Linked DNA regions of Mus musculus: regions 2 and 3 are each linked to region 1. Evidence: chromatin contacts called from public HiChIP or PLAC-seq data. All regions are on one chromosome and are shown on one strand. The core of a region is the stretch at or near the end of the contact, and the rest is flanking DNA. Distances in the headings are between cores, read along the strand shown. Region 1 overlaps Ets1 (E26 avian leukemia oncogene 1, 5' domain). Region 2 overlaps Fli1 (Friend leukemia integration 1). Region 3 has its middle 27 kb from the start of Gm27162.

Evidence for each region. HiChIP or PLAC-seq counts read pairs in DNA pulled down with a chosen protein or histone mark.
Region 2: a contact with region 1 is called in a BATF HiChIP or PLAC-seq map of CD8 T cells, with 10 read pairs. The contact joins two enhancer-like sites. A contact is called at or near these places in 1 of 39 promoter capture datasets (macrophages), 5 of 484 Hi-C or Micro-C datasets (CD8 T cells, Th1 cells, large pre-B cells and 1 more), 4 of 115 datasets of contacts at active chromatin or transcription factors (the 230-238 cell line, CD8 T cells, double positive thymocytes and 1 more) and 1 of 9 other capture datasets (adipose tissue).
Region 3: a FOXA1 HiChIP or PLAC-seq map of pancreatic cancer cells shows a contact between it and region 1. The contact joins two enhancer-like sites. A contact is called at or near these places in 10 of 484 Hi-C or Micro-C datasets (CD8 T cells, Th1 cells, effector CD8 T cells and 4 more) and 7 of 115 datasets of contacts at active chromatin or transcription factors (CD8 T cells, bone marrow-derived macrophages, extraembryonic endoderm stem cells and 4 more).

The regions. Positions count from the first base shown.
Region 1 is chr9:32,704,698-32,708,412 of GRCm38.p6, reverse strand. All of the region lies in intron 3 of Ets1 (E26 avian leukemia oncogene 1, 5' domain), which reads right to left. Among named protein-coding and RNA genes, the nearest start is that of Ets1, 70 kb to the right of the region's middle. Within about 2 kb of position 2,087, at least 93 of the 459 cell types and tissues checked have an H3K27ac peak or open chromatin away from gene starts, as enhancers often do. A contact at or near this core is called in CD8 T cells, Th1 cells, effector CD8 T cells and 4 more, where this site is marked.
Region 2 is chr9:32,485,948-32,489,662 of GRCm38.p6, reverse strand. The region is part of intron 1 of Fli1 (Friend leukemia integration 1); the gene reads left to right. Among named protein-coding and RNA genes, the nearest start is that of Gm22060, 41 kb to the right of the region's middle. Within about 2 kb of position 1,567, at least 19 of the 459 cell types and tissues checked have an H3K27ac peak or open chromatin away from gene starts, as enhancers often do. A contact at or near this core is called in CD8 T cells and Th1 cells, where this site is marked.
Region 3 is chr9:32,899,731-32,903,445 of GRCm38.p6, reverse strand. No RefSeq gene overlaps it. Among named protein-coding and RNA genes, the nearest start is that of Gm27162, 27 kb to the left of the region's middle. Within about 2 kb of position 1,940, at least 53 of the 459 cell types and tissues checked have an H3K27ac peak or open chromatin away from gene starts, as enhancers often do. A contact at or near this core is called in CD8 T cells, Th1 cells, effector CD8 T cells and 4 more, where this site is marked.

The DNA of each region.
Region 1 (3,715 bases), core at 838-3,337:
CTTCAGGTCAGGCATGATAAGATCAAGGACTGATCCTTTAGGCCTGCTGTGAGCTACTTGTAAGTGGGAGGTTCTACATCAGATACTGATCCTGGTTTGAAGAGGAGAGTCACCTTCTGGATGCATTAAGATTTACTTTATATGTGTTCTAAAATTTTCCTGACAAGAATTGAGTGCCCAGACTAGAAAGTGCCAAACTTAAAGCTCTTCTTTCTGTTTTTGCTATAAGCTGTTGTACCACCACCTCCTTCCCATCCTTACCCCCCACCCCCACCCCCGCCCCACGTAGTCCTCCAGGGAACACCATGTTATTGGGCAGCTACTTAGGATTGATATGCATTTGCAAGAAAATAGTAGCAAGCCCAAGGGAATACTTCTCAGGTCAACAGTTAGTTTGTCATTTAGCTTGCTTCCAGCAAGATCAAAACAAGGAGAGGAGGCAAGGGTACTGACATGTCTTAAGAAGAATAATTAGAGATCTGGTCCAATCTAACTAGTTTCTGAGTGAACACACACACACACACACACACACACACACACACACACACACACACCTATACCTGGTGCCACAGCTTAAATGGTACTTCTGTTTTGAATAGGAAGAATACACCATTCATCTAAGATGTCATTAATTCTGGTATGCCTCTCGGGCACAGTTCTTTTATATAACACGTACTATGACATTCAAATTTTTCTACTCTGTTTTGTTGTGTTTAGAAGCAACCTCCAGCTGTCTGACTTTCCCTTTGTTCATAAAAATCCACCTCACTCTACACACACGGAGGCACAGAAGGCCCAAGCAAAGCACATTTCAGTTTAATACAGGAAAACAGGGCTGGGGGATTCTTTTCAAATCTCTTAGGAATAAAAATACAAAAGAAAACCAAGAAAACAAAAACAAAAAAACAACAAAACAACAAAACTCAACCTTCTTAAGGTCCAAAGTCAACCTCTCTCCAAAGAAAAGTGCACATTAGTTTGTCCAGTGCCCTACAGAGCAAGCCACTTTCCTGTCTGCTCCTGGTATTTTGGGTATCTCTGCCACTTTCCTAGATGTGACATCAAGGGTCTGGGCACCCTGTTCCCAGATCTCTAGTTAGCACCCATGTAGACTCACTGAAGATGTAGAGGAAGGGTACTTGCAGCAACAAAAAAGGGGCGACTGCCTTGCTGACATTTCTGTCTCATGTTAGTGGTTATTATGACTATTGTGGAGGCACTCACCACACAAGAGAAATATATAAGCTGGGTGGCTAAATGGAGCCATCAGGACATCTGACAAAGTCCAGCTGTGGTTTTACCATATGGTGCATGTGGCACTGAGAGAACAACTTGGCATCCCTTCTGTATACTCTCCTTTTTCACAAAATATCGGCAACTCATAGGGATTACTGGGGTCTCTGCTGGGTAAAGGCGTGTGTCAAACTGTAACACATTACCAAATTACAAGGCAGTACTTAGGCAGACTGCTAAACATGCACAGCAGATCTCAGTGTCCCCTCCGAATTCAACATCTAAGTATTTCAAAAACCGTGTTGATATCATCCATGTGATTTTTAGAACTGGCTACTGCTGGGTTTGAATGTGTGCTTAGGACCTTTGTGATAAGGTTTTAACATCTCACTTTCTTATCTATGAAACGGGAATAAACGTTTCACTACTACAGAGTAGGATAAGACAATCAGGGTCTTTGCCGCATACCTAGTATTCAAAACCTAATATACAAATATATGTATGTATATATGTACACACACACACACACACACACACACACACACATGGAGGGGGGGAACACCACAACAGCACCAAAAAAATAAAGATGGGTAGGAGTTAGATCTGCCCTCTGATAAGAACTCAATGGCAGTCTTCCTGGTTTTCCTTCCAAATCAACAAGCTGTACCTAGGCCCTTGTTTCCCAAAGAAGGGGTAACTGTCACAGATCTTTCTCAAAATGTAGAAATAACATCAATAAAATGAGATCACAGATAACAAACATGCGTAGGCGACGCCACAGCCAGCCACAAAGGGAGCCTTTGAGAAGCGAGAGGGTCGCTGTTGACACACCAGCACACAGTTAGAGCTTCCTGGATGACTGGGAAGTCAAAGCAGGTGGCATCTTGCCTGCCCCCAACTCCACCAGGCAGGCCATGCCCATGGAGGGGTCAGCCGGTTGCTGCCCAGGAAGCACCTGTGAACAGTCCCACAGGCAGGCATGGGCCCTTCCCTCTGTGCAAACAGGCAGTGAGGACCTTGTCTCACCAGGCTTGTCAGGAAAAGGTGCTGAGATGCCTCACAGCGGAGTACATTCCAGCTGCAGGAGGGGACTGTTTCTCAACAGAACAGAGCAACAAGAAGGGGCAGCTTCCATGAAATAAGTCATTACTCAGACCGCATGGGCAGCTGTGAGGATACAGCTGGGTTCGTTGCTCTGCCTACCAGACTCCTAACCTACATTATGTCTTCCTCCAATTCAGACCCCTCCCTGGAACTGCCTTTAGCTGGCCCTGTGGCCAATGATTATGCAGAAAAGGAAGCTGTTGTACTGGAAGACATGACTCCTGGCCCAGCACTACCTGAAATGACATATTCAGAAATGATCCCAGACAAGTTGAAACCAGGCATTAACTGGGAAGCCTGTTACATGTGATCGTTGGGATAGCTTTGCACAATTCCTAATATCTTCTTGTACAAGCTGCCCTTTACAGAGGTACCCAAAAACTCCCCAGTGACTGAGTCAAAGTAGTGACCTGTCTACCTCATCAATAGCAGTCTATGTTGTTTACCAGCCTTTACTGTTGCCCAAAGTCACAAGCCATCAGTGTTAAGAGAAACCTTAGCTTTTCTAAGTGACTTACTTGGCCAATTAAGAAAGTGAGATTCAAAGCCCGGCGTGGTGGTGCACGCCTTTAATCCCAGCACTTGGGAGGCAGAGGCAGGCAGATTTCTGAGTTCGAGGCCAGCCTGATCTACAGAGTGAGTTCCAGGACAGCCAGGGCTACAGAGAGAAACCCTGTCTCAAAAAACCGAAAAGAAAGTGAGATTCAGAATAAATGAAATTATTTTTTCCCAGAGTCATACAAGCAGGTACACTGATATGGCTAGAATCCTCCTGACAGGAGCTCACTCATGCTCTCTCTCTCTCTCTCTCTCTCTCTCTCTCTCTCTCTCTCTCTCTCTCTCTCTCTCCCTCCCTGTGTGTGTCTGTCTGTCTCTGTCTACCTCTCTCTGTGTGTCTGTTTGTCTATCTATGTGAGTGTCTGTGTTTGTGTGTGTGTGTCTGCCCCCTCTGAAGTTGAACTTACAAAGTAAACTTTATATTTCATAAATAATACTTAATTTTACTCTGATGATAGGTCCCTCTAGTCAGTCCTGATTATTCTCCACTGAATTCTACACATGAGTAGTATCTGGATGGTGTAAGACAACTTACACAAAATATAAGGAATTTATCTAAAGGTTAGATAAAAATACCAAGAAAAATAAGAATCAGTATAATTATAAACAGAAGTTTATAATTAAGTTTATCACACTATAAGTATAATTTAAATTCAGACTTATCATATATTTTTATTTTGAATATGAATGACAATGAATGACCTTAGGAAAATTTGAGTTTCGTTCACACAACACACACACAAATAAATCATTCCTTTAGGAACAGGCACAAGGCCTGGCACGTAGTAGAAGCTTCTAAAGCCTTAAAAACAATCACCCG
Region 2 (3,715 bases), core at 318-2,817, 220 kb after region 1:
AATTGTAATGTAAATATCTGATATGCAACCACTGTGGGGGTCGTGACCCACAAGTTGAGAATTACTGTTCTAGGTGGTTCCACCAGGGTTAGTGAAGGGGTGGAAGCAGAGGGCCCCCTTGTGTGCTTGTTTCCTTCAGGGCTTCTGGTGAGTCTGAGAAGTCTGGTTGCCGTGGTAACTGTCACAGGAGAAAATTGTGGGTTCAGGTTGTAGTTTCTAAGAAAAAGACCTCCAGTGATTGTTTGACAAGAGTGCTCAGTGGCAAAAAAAAAAAAAAAGAGTGCTCAGTGGCTTTGCATTAGAAATAGCCAACGGATGTGGCTTGTTTTAAAAGAGGACCAGGCTGGGATGGAGAGCAAAGGTCAAAGCTTCTCCAAAAATGCTGCAGTGCGGAAAGAAGATGTCAGTTAGTGGTAGAGGTGTTGGTGAAGAGGAGGGAAAGAGGGAGAAGGAGAGGGAGGCAAGGATTTCTGCCTTTCCCATCATGCTCTGGGGTTTTTATTCCTCAGAATAACAGATTGTATACCTACTAGATCCTGAGAAGTGTTCAAGCAAAGGAAGGAGGAAAGGATCTGGAAGGCTGACATTGCTTTTCTCTTGATTAGATCAGAATCAGTATATGAGGAAATAAAAAGAAAGTTTTTGTGGCCCTAGGAGTCAAAGCAATACCCCAGAGTTCCAGCCACCTATCCTATCTCCTCTCCTCAATGTTTAAGCAAACTGGCAGCAAGCATGTTATCCCCTGATGAACAAGCCTCTGCCCCTGAGGAGAGAGCAGGCTGGCAGGTCTACACTGCCTCCTTCTCTCCTCCCATCTTCAGAGTCTTCTGTTATCTCTTCAGGTCTTGATTGGGCTTTGGGGGAGACAAACAACCAGTTCTCTGGTATTTCATATGACTGCTACTGCCATCTGGAGAAAACAGGCAGGACAAAGCCCAACAGCAAGACAGAAATCACATCTTCTACTGTGTGTCAGCAACCTCCCAAGTACAACTCACCTGAGCCAAACTTGCCTGTGGGACCCAATTCTGCCCTCTTAACTGAGAATTCTCTTTTATTATTTCCTCCTGTAGCACTCAGGCTTTTAATCCTGCCCGGTATCAGGCCTGGCAGAACAGGGAAGAACAGTTCAAAGTTCCTAACCCCAGTCAGTCAACAGCCTGCCTTCATCCTGCCCAGTCCCACGGCACCATGGAGGTCCACCTTAGATCACCTCCAGTTTTGTTATCTGGAGAGATTGTCGCCTGGTGGTCAGATGGGAGGACATAGCCAGTGGATCTCAACCTATGAGTTCATGACTCCTTTTGAGGTTGTCTAAGATCATTGGGAAATTCAGATATTTACATTATAACTCAGAAGAGTAGTAAAATTACAGTAATGAAGTAGCAACAAAAGTCATTTTATGGTTGGGGGGTCTCCACAAAATGAGGGATTATATTAAAGGGTTGCAGCATTGGGAAGGCTGAAGACCACTGATTTAAGTGCAACAGAGCTCTATCAACCCCAGTGTCTCCACTGCCTTCTTAAAAAGGCAGACTTCTGCGAGGTCAGATTCATCGAGGTGAAACAGAAAGCAGGGACTAAGGAGATTGCTTAGTCAATACCTGAATTACTGTGCAGGCATGAGGACCCGAGTTCAGGTCCGCAACGCCCACATAAAAACCAGATGAGGAGGCCTTTGTCTATAGCCCTAACTCTAGAAACACAGAGACAGGAGGATTCCTGGAACTCACCAGCCAACCAGTCTTGCCAAAGTGATGAGTGCCAGATCAAAAAGAGAGGGAAGGGCAAGTAATATGATCAAAACATACTTCATGAAAAAATTTCAATAAAAAAATGAGAGTGATCAAGAAGGATATCTAGCATCAACCTCCGTGTGTGTGTGTGTGTGTGTGTGTGTGTGTGTGAGAGAGAGAGAGAGAGAGAGAGAGAGAGAGAGAGAGAGAGAGAGAGAGAGAGAGAGAGAAACAGAAAGTAAAACCGTAGCGCAAAACATTCTCTTCTTGGGACACAGACAGGTCTAGAATCCCCCATCCTGTGAGTTTCCACATTCAGCAGTATGATCATGCTCTGTGGGAGGAGAGTTTAACTTTGATCTTTAGCAATGCCCTTTAAATGTGGTTGCAGTCAAAAAGTAATGGCGAGGACTCAAAGTCAACAGGCAAAGACACACACAAGCCCAGAGAGAGATGGAGAAGCAGCTGACTGGAGGCACAGTTAGAAGAGGCCTGGGCTCTGGATCCTGGTGTGTAGCATCCCCTGAGAGGTCACAGAGATCCTGTCCTTTGAACCCACTTAGGCCCATCATCCTAATTTGTTAATCCCAATGAAATCCTTTCATATGCAAGGAATCCCACTGTCACTGCAATCAGGGGAGCACCCCTCTCTGGACCATCCACTGCAGAAGCTGCCTCCCCAGCAAGTGGCAATTTGAGACAGGGATGGTGTCTTTGGATGTTTTGTGCTGCTCTAGCACAATGCCACAGGCTGGCTGTGCTAAAAAAAAAAAAAAAGTTGGCCTTATGGGTTCTGCAGACTGGAAGATGCCAAAGGGCATGAACTGGAGAGGGGGCCTTGTGCTGATATTATGTCCTAAGTGGCAGAAGAGAGAAACAGAAGAAAGAAGGAGAGTAGAGAAGAAAAGAGAGGGTGAGCCAGAGAGATAAGTACTTGGGAGGAAGAGGGCCTGAACTGGGTGCCCCTGTGACTAATCCACTTCTACAAGAGTGACTGTGAACCATTCCTACAGGCAGATCATCAGGGGACACATCCTCTTAGCAGAGAGAGCAGTCTCAAAAGGGAGTTTGGTGACCAAGGAAATGACTAGGGCAAGCCAGGCTTCCCAGGGCTCTGAGAAGGGTCTGCCTGTGTGTGTGCAGCCTGAGATTAGAGGGGACAAACTGAAAATGGCTGCAGAGCGTATGATCCCTGCAGTCAGTCAACTGGAGTTGTCATTCTGGAGCTGAGGAACCCCAGGCAAGTCCTGGGTCTCTTTAAGGTTTGGTTTCCGTCTTGGTAGCATGAGGACCCAACTTACATTTTAAAGGGTTATGGTTACAAAATTGTCTTGGGAACATCAAACAATAGTTATTCTAGCTTTACTTTTTGACACAGATCTTGCTAAGTAACCTAGACTGGGTCCTCAAACTCTGGATCTGTCTAGCCTTAAGCATCCCCAAGCGTTAGGCTACAGGTGTGAGCCACCAGGCCTGGCTATTTAACCTGTCTAGTTTAAAAGTGTGAGTTGGGGGAGTCGGGGGTGGGGGAGTACACACCTTTAATCCCAACACTTGGGAATCAGAAGTCGAAGGATCTCTGTGAGTTTAAGGCCAGACTGCTCTACAAGTTCCAGGACAGCCAGGGCTACAGAGAGAGTCTCTGTCTTGAAAAACCAAACCAACCAACCCACCAACCAACCAACCAACCAACCAACCAACCAGCCAACCAACCAACCAACCAACCAAACAAACAAACAAACAAACAAACAAAAAATGGTCCTTGTCTGTTTGGTGCTTGGCTTTATGGCACCGGAGATGAACATAGGGTTTTACTAACCTAGGTGAGGACTGTGTTTCTGAGCTACAACAGCTGTTGTCACCTGATGTCCATTGTGTTGTCCTTTCCAGAGAGTAATTCTACAATATAGTGGTTAGAGGAGTTTATCCCAACATTGATTCCCTTTCACTGTGTGAACCTGGAATAGTTATTCTCTGTG
Region 3 (3,715 bases), core at 691-3,190, 200 kb before region 1:
AAGGAGCTTGCCATACACTCTCTTCTTTTCCCTTCAGTAGTTTTTCAGAAGCCAAGAGATAATAGATAGGTAATAGAAAATAGAGTTATATAGATAGATACATTGATGGATAGGTTGTAAATACGTAGATAAATAGATCAATAGATAGATGTACATAAAATTATACGGTAGCTGGGAGATCCCCATGCCTTCATGTTATCATGCTTCAAACTGTTGAATATTGTTTTATTCAGCTCCATGAGCTTTAAAAAGACCTGCAAGACATAACTGTACCCCATATCTTCCTCTCTGAGTTATTTGAAGACTCTTACATCTTCATTCTGTCTGAGGGGATAATGGAGGGATCTAAATTTGAAATTTCAACTTCATACTTACCAATGATTTTAATGATTAAATTGGTTATTAAATACAGATTCTTTTAAAATTCTAGAAAAAGAAAAAAGTTTTCTCCTATTAGGATTTTAAGAATTCTATCAAGAAAAACTATCTTTGCCGAATGAGTGAAAAATTCTAGTCTTTTACATTGTTTTTAATCTTTTAAATTTACATGTATATTTACAGTTGAGAAGATATTCTATATCCAATTTTATGTTTCAAATTTTCCATATTTTCAAATAGTCACTGATCAAAATGATACTATATATATGTGTGTGTGTGTGTATATATATACATGTGTGTGTGTGTGTGTGTGTGTGTGTGTGTGTGTGTGTATAATTTGTAATGAAATACTTTAAAACAATATGTGGTATATGGTACATGTAACATCCTATTGATAGTACACAATATGTATTCACATATAGCCTATGCCTTTGTGATTACAGTGGTGGTGTATGCCTGTAATCCCAGCACTTGGGAGGCAGAGGCAAGTGGATTTCTGAGTTCGAAGCCAGCCTTGTCTACAGAGTGAGTTCCAGAACAGCCAGGGCTATACATAGAAACCCTGTCTCGAAAAACCAAAAATAAATAAATAAATAAGTAAATAAATAAATAAATAAATATCTGGAAGGATTAAACATAGTATTTGATTTCAGTACAATCACATATGCTCCAGGGACAAATGTAACATATGCTTGCTTCTTTAACACAGCTAGCATGTCAAGATAAAATATGAATATCTAATATTCCACAGACATGGGCTGCCTGGGCAACGATGGAAAGGAAGAAGGGTCTTATGTGGAATCTCATTGTTCCTAGAAGCTTAGCATTCCATAGGTATCCGAGTACTGAGTGGAAACTGAGCCTAAAAGATTGAGGTAGTCAATTCATAGGAAGAATAGCACAGGCCACTAAGTAAATACTGTAGGTTCTTTAGAAAACTTTACAAGTATCCACTTGCTCACCTGCTTAACCAACATGGAATTTCATTCTGGAGAAGCAGCCAAGCATCCCACCTTGATTTGTTGCCTCTTCTGTACTCTGAGTCTCAGCTTACTTACAACAGTACATTTATGACTTAATAAAGTAGCTCCCTGTTCATCTACATCCATTCACTAGAGAGATCCAGAGAGATGACACCAAAGCTGAGCACCGGACCCTTAGCCTGATTCCTGCAGATCCTCCGTCTTGCTTTCATTGGGGTTCCAAGGTAAACACAGACAAAGAATATGGTCCAATAGCCCATTGCCCCATGGCACAGAATAGCACCCTCTGAACACTGGACTAGCTTCCGGTAAGTCAGTAACAGAGAGACCTTTGACACGTAGAAGCTAGGGAGAGGTTCTTGAAGGAACAATGGCCCATACAGTAAACTATTTACACATCCCACTGCCTTCTGTTGTGGCTACTGAGTCACCTGGCAACTTGTATTGTTTTATTTGCAACCCCCAGACCTCCTTCAGCAAACCCCACAACTCCTTGCTCAGCTCTTGTCACTGATAGAATCATCCAGGTCCTCTCTGCCCCCCACGCCCACTGCCTGCCTTCATCATTTCCCCTATTGTTTGCCGGGCTGGCCCTGACCTCTGTATTTATAAAGGCCACTTCCTGCTGCATCATTGTGTGCTCTGTAGCTGTCAGCTCCCCACATTTCCTGACAATGGGGTGTAGGGGGGGTTAACAACTCCAATCCAGCTCCCGACTTCCTCCATGTCCTGTTTACGGCACTCTGCAAGCATCTCTCCAGCCCCTCCTCAAGCTGAATCCATCAGCTCTGATTTACTCCAGCAAGTGCTTCAGTGAGAGCCAGCATGGCCTAGTCTGAAGGTTTGTCTACATTCAAACATCCCCGAGAACAAAGGGCTTCCATGTGATCAGCAGCAAAGGATGCATGAGAGCCTGGATTGACTGTGGATTCTACGTTAAAGGCAAAGGTACTGGCTTTGAGAGTCAGACGGCATCCTTTCCTTGGTTCTCATTATGTAGAAAACTTGATAATTGCAATTTCCACCTCAACCCCTAGATTTCCAGAGTTTAGTAGCTGGAGGTGTGTAATGCGAGAACAACCATAAATAAGATAAAAGCCTACCCTAATGGGCAAATATCTAGGAAGGCAAACATAGCCTTCACAGAAGCATAGCATTTGTGTCTACTAAGATGTCTTTCCTTTCCATCTCTGACTTTGCTCTCCATAAAAGATCACCTTCTGTAGGAGCACATTACCTCAGATCTCACACATTGGTGAATGGAGAGAAGAGTAGCTTTGTGCATCTGCCTCCGTCATCTCTCACTACTTTCAAACTTAACTTCACAAACACCCCTTGCACATCCACCCCCGAGATGATAAAGTGATGGAGGAATTTGCTTACAGTGTGATTCTGCTGCGGAGCCCTGTTTCTGACAGTGCTGGAGTTTTTAGGCTTATCATTTCTTACTCCTTCAGTTACCAAGGTTTTGTATTCTCTCAGTCAGTACATTAATTTGTTTTATTTCCTCATCTACTTTCACTCATCATTCATTTTCCTAGGAACATGCTGGAATACAACTATCAAAAGCATATACCCAATTTGGAAAGAAGGGTGTATCGTTAAGTCCTCAAGACTCACATCTGGTATGGAATCTTTCAAGGTTCCTGTCTACCTGGATATGGTCCCTGTGAAGTCAGGTTCTAGCCCAGGGGCACTGTCTGTGGGGCACAGTTATCTCACTACAGAACTCTGTCTGCTCTGCATTGTTTATTATTGCAGCCAGTGCTCTGTTCTGAATGAAGAACAAAAGCAAAAGACAGAAGCTGCTAGAGTCACCAGCACATCAGTCAACACTGCCCTCATGCCTTAATTTTGCTTTGGCAAACCCATACTTTTCCCCAGCATCTGGATATCAATGGCCAGGCACCTCATTTTTTAAGAGCACCTGGCCCCTCTCTCTGACTCTGTCCTTGGACTCAAAGGCTTAGTACACTATGTGTTTGGCCTGAGTTGCGTGTTCCTCCCAGTGTCATAGTCTCCACCCTTGCCCTCTCACCCAGCAAGCGTCCTGTTTCATTCTGCTGCTTCTCCAGACTGTAGAGTTCCCAGCAGATGATGGGCCAGACTCGGGACCAGTGACAGGGTGAGTAATGCACAGGGCAGCCAGTAGGTCAAAGGGCAGTGTTCCTAGGATTGCATCTCTTTAGATGAGGAGGCCCAGTAACTGTGATCACCCTGTGGAATTAGTAATCAGAGCTGATGGGCAAGATAAAGCACATTAGCAAAACGTGCCCTCTTTGATTTTATGCAGGGGCAAAAGCTTGCCCAGGGGACCTAAATTCTCTATCTTTAGACTGCCCCTGCTAAACAAT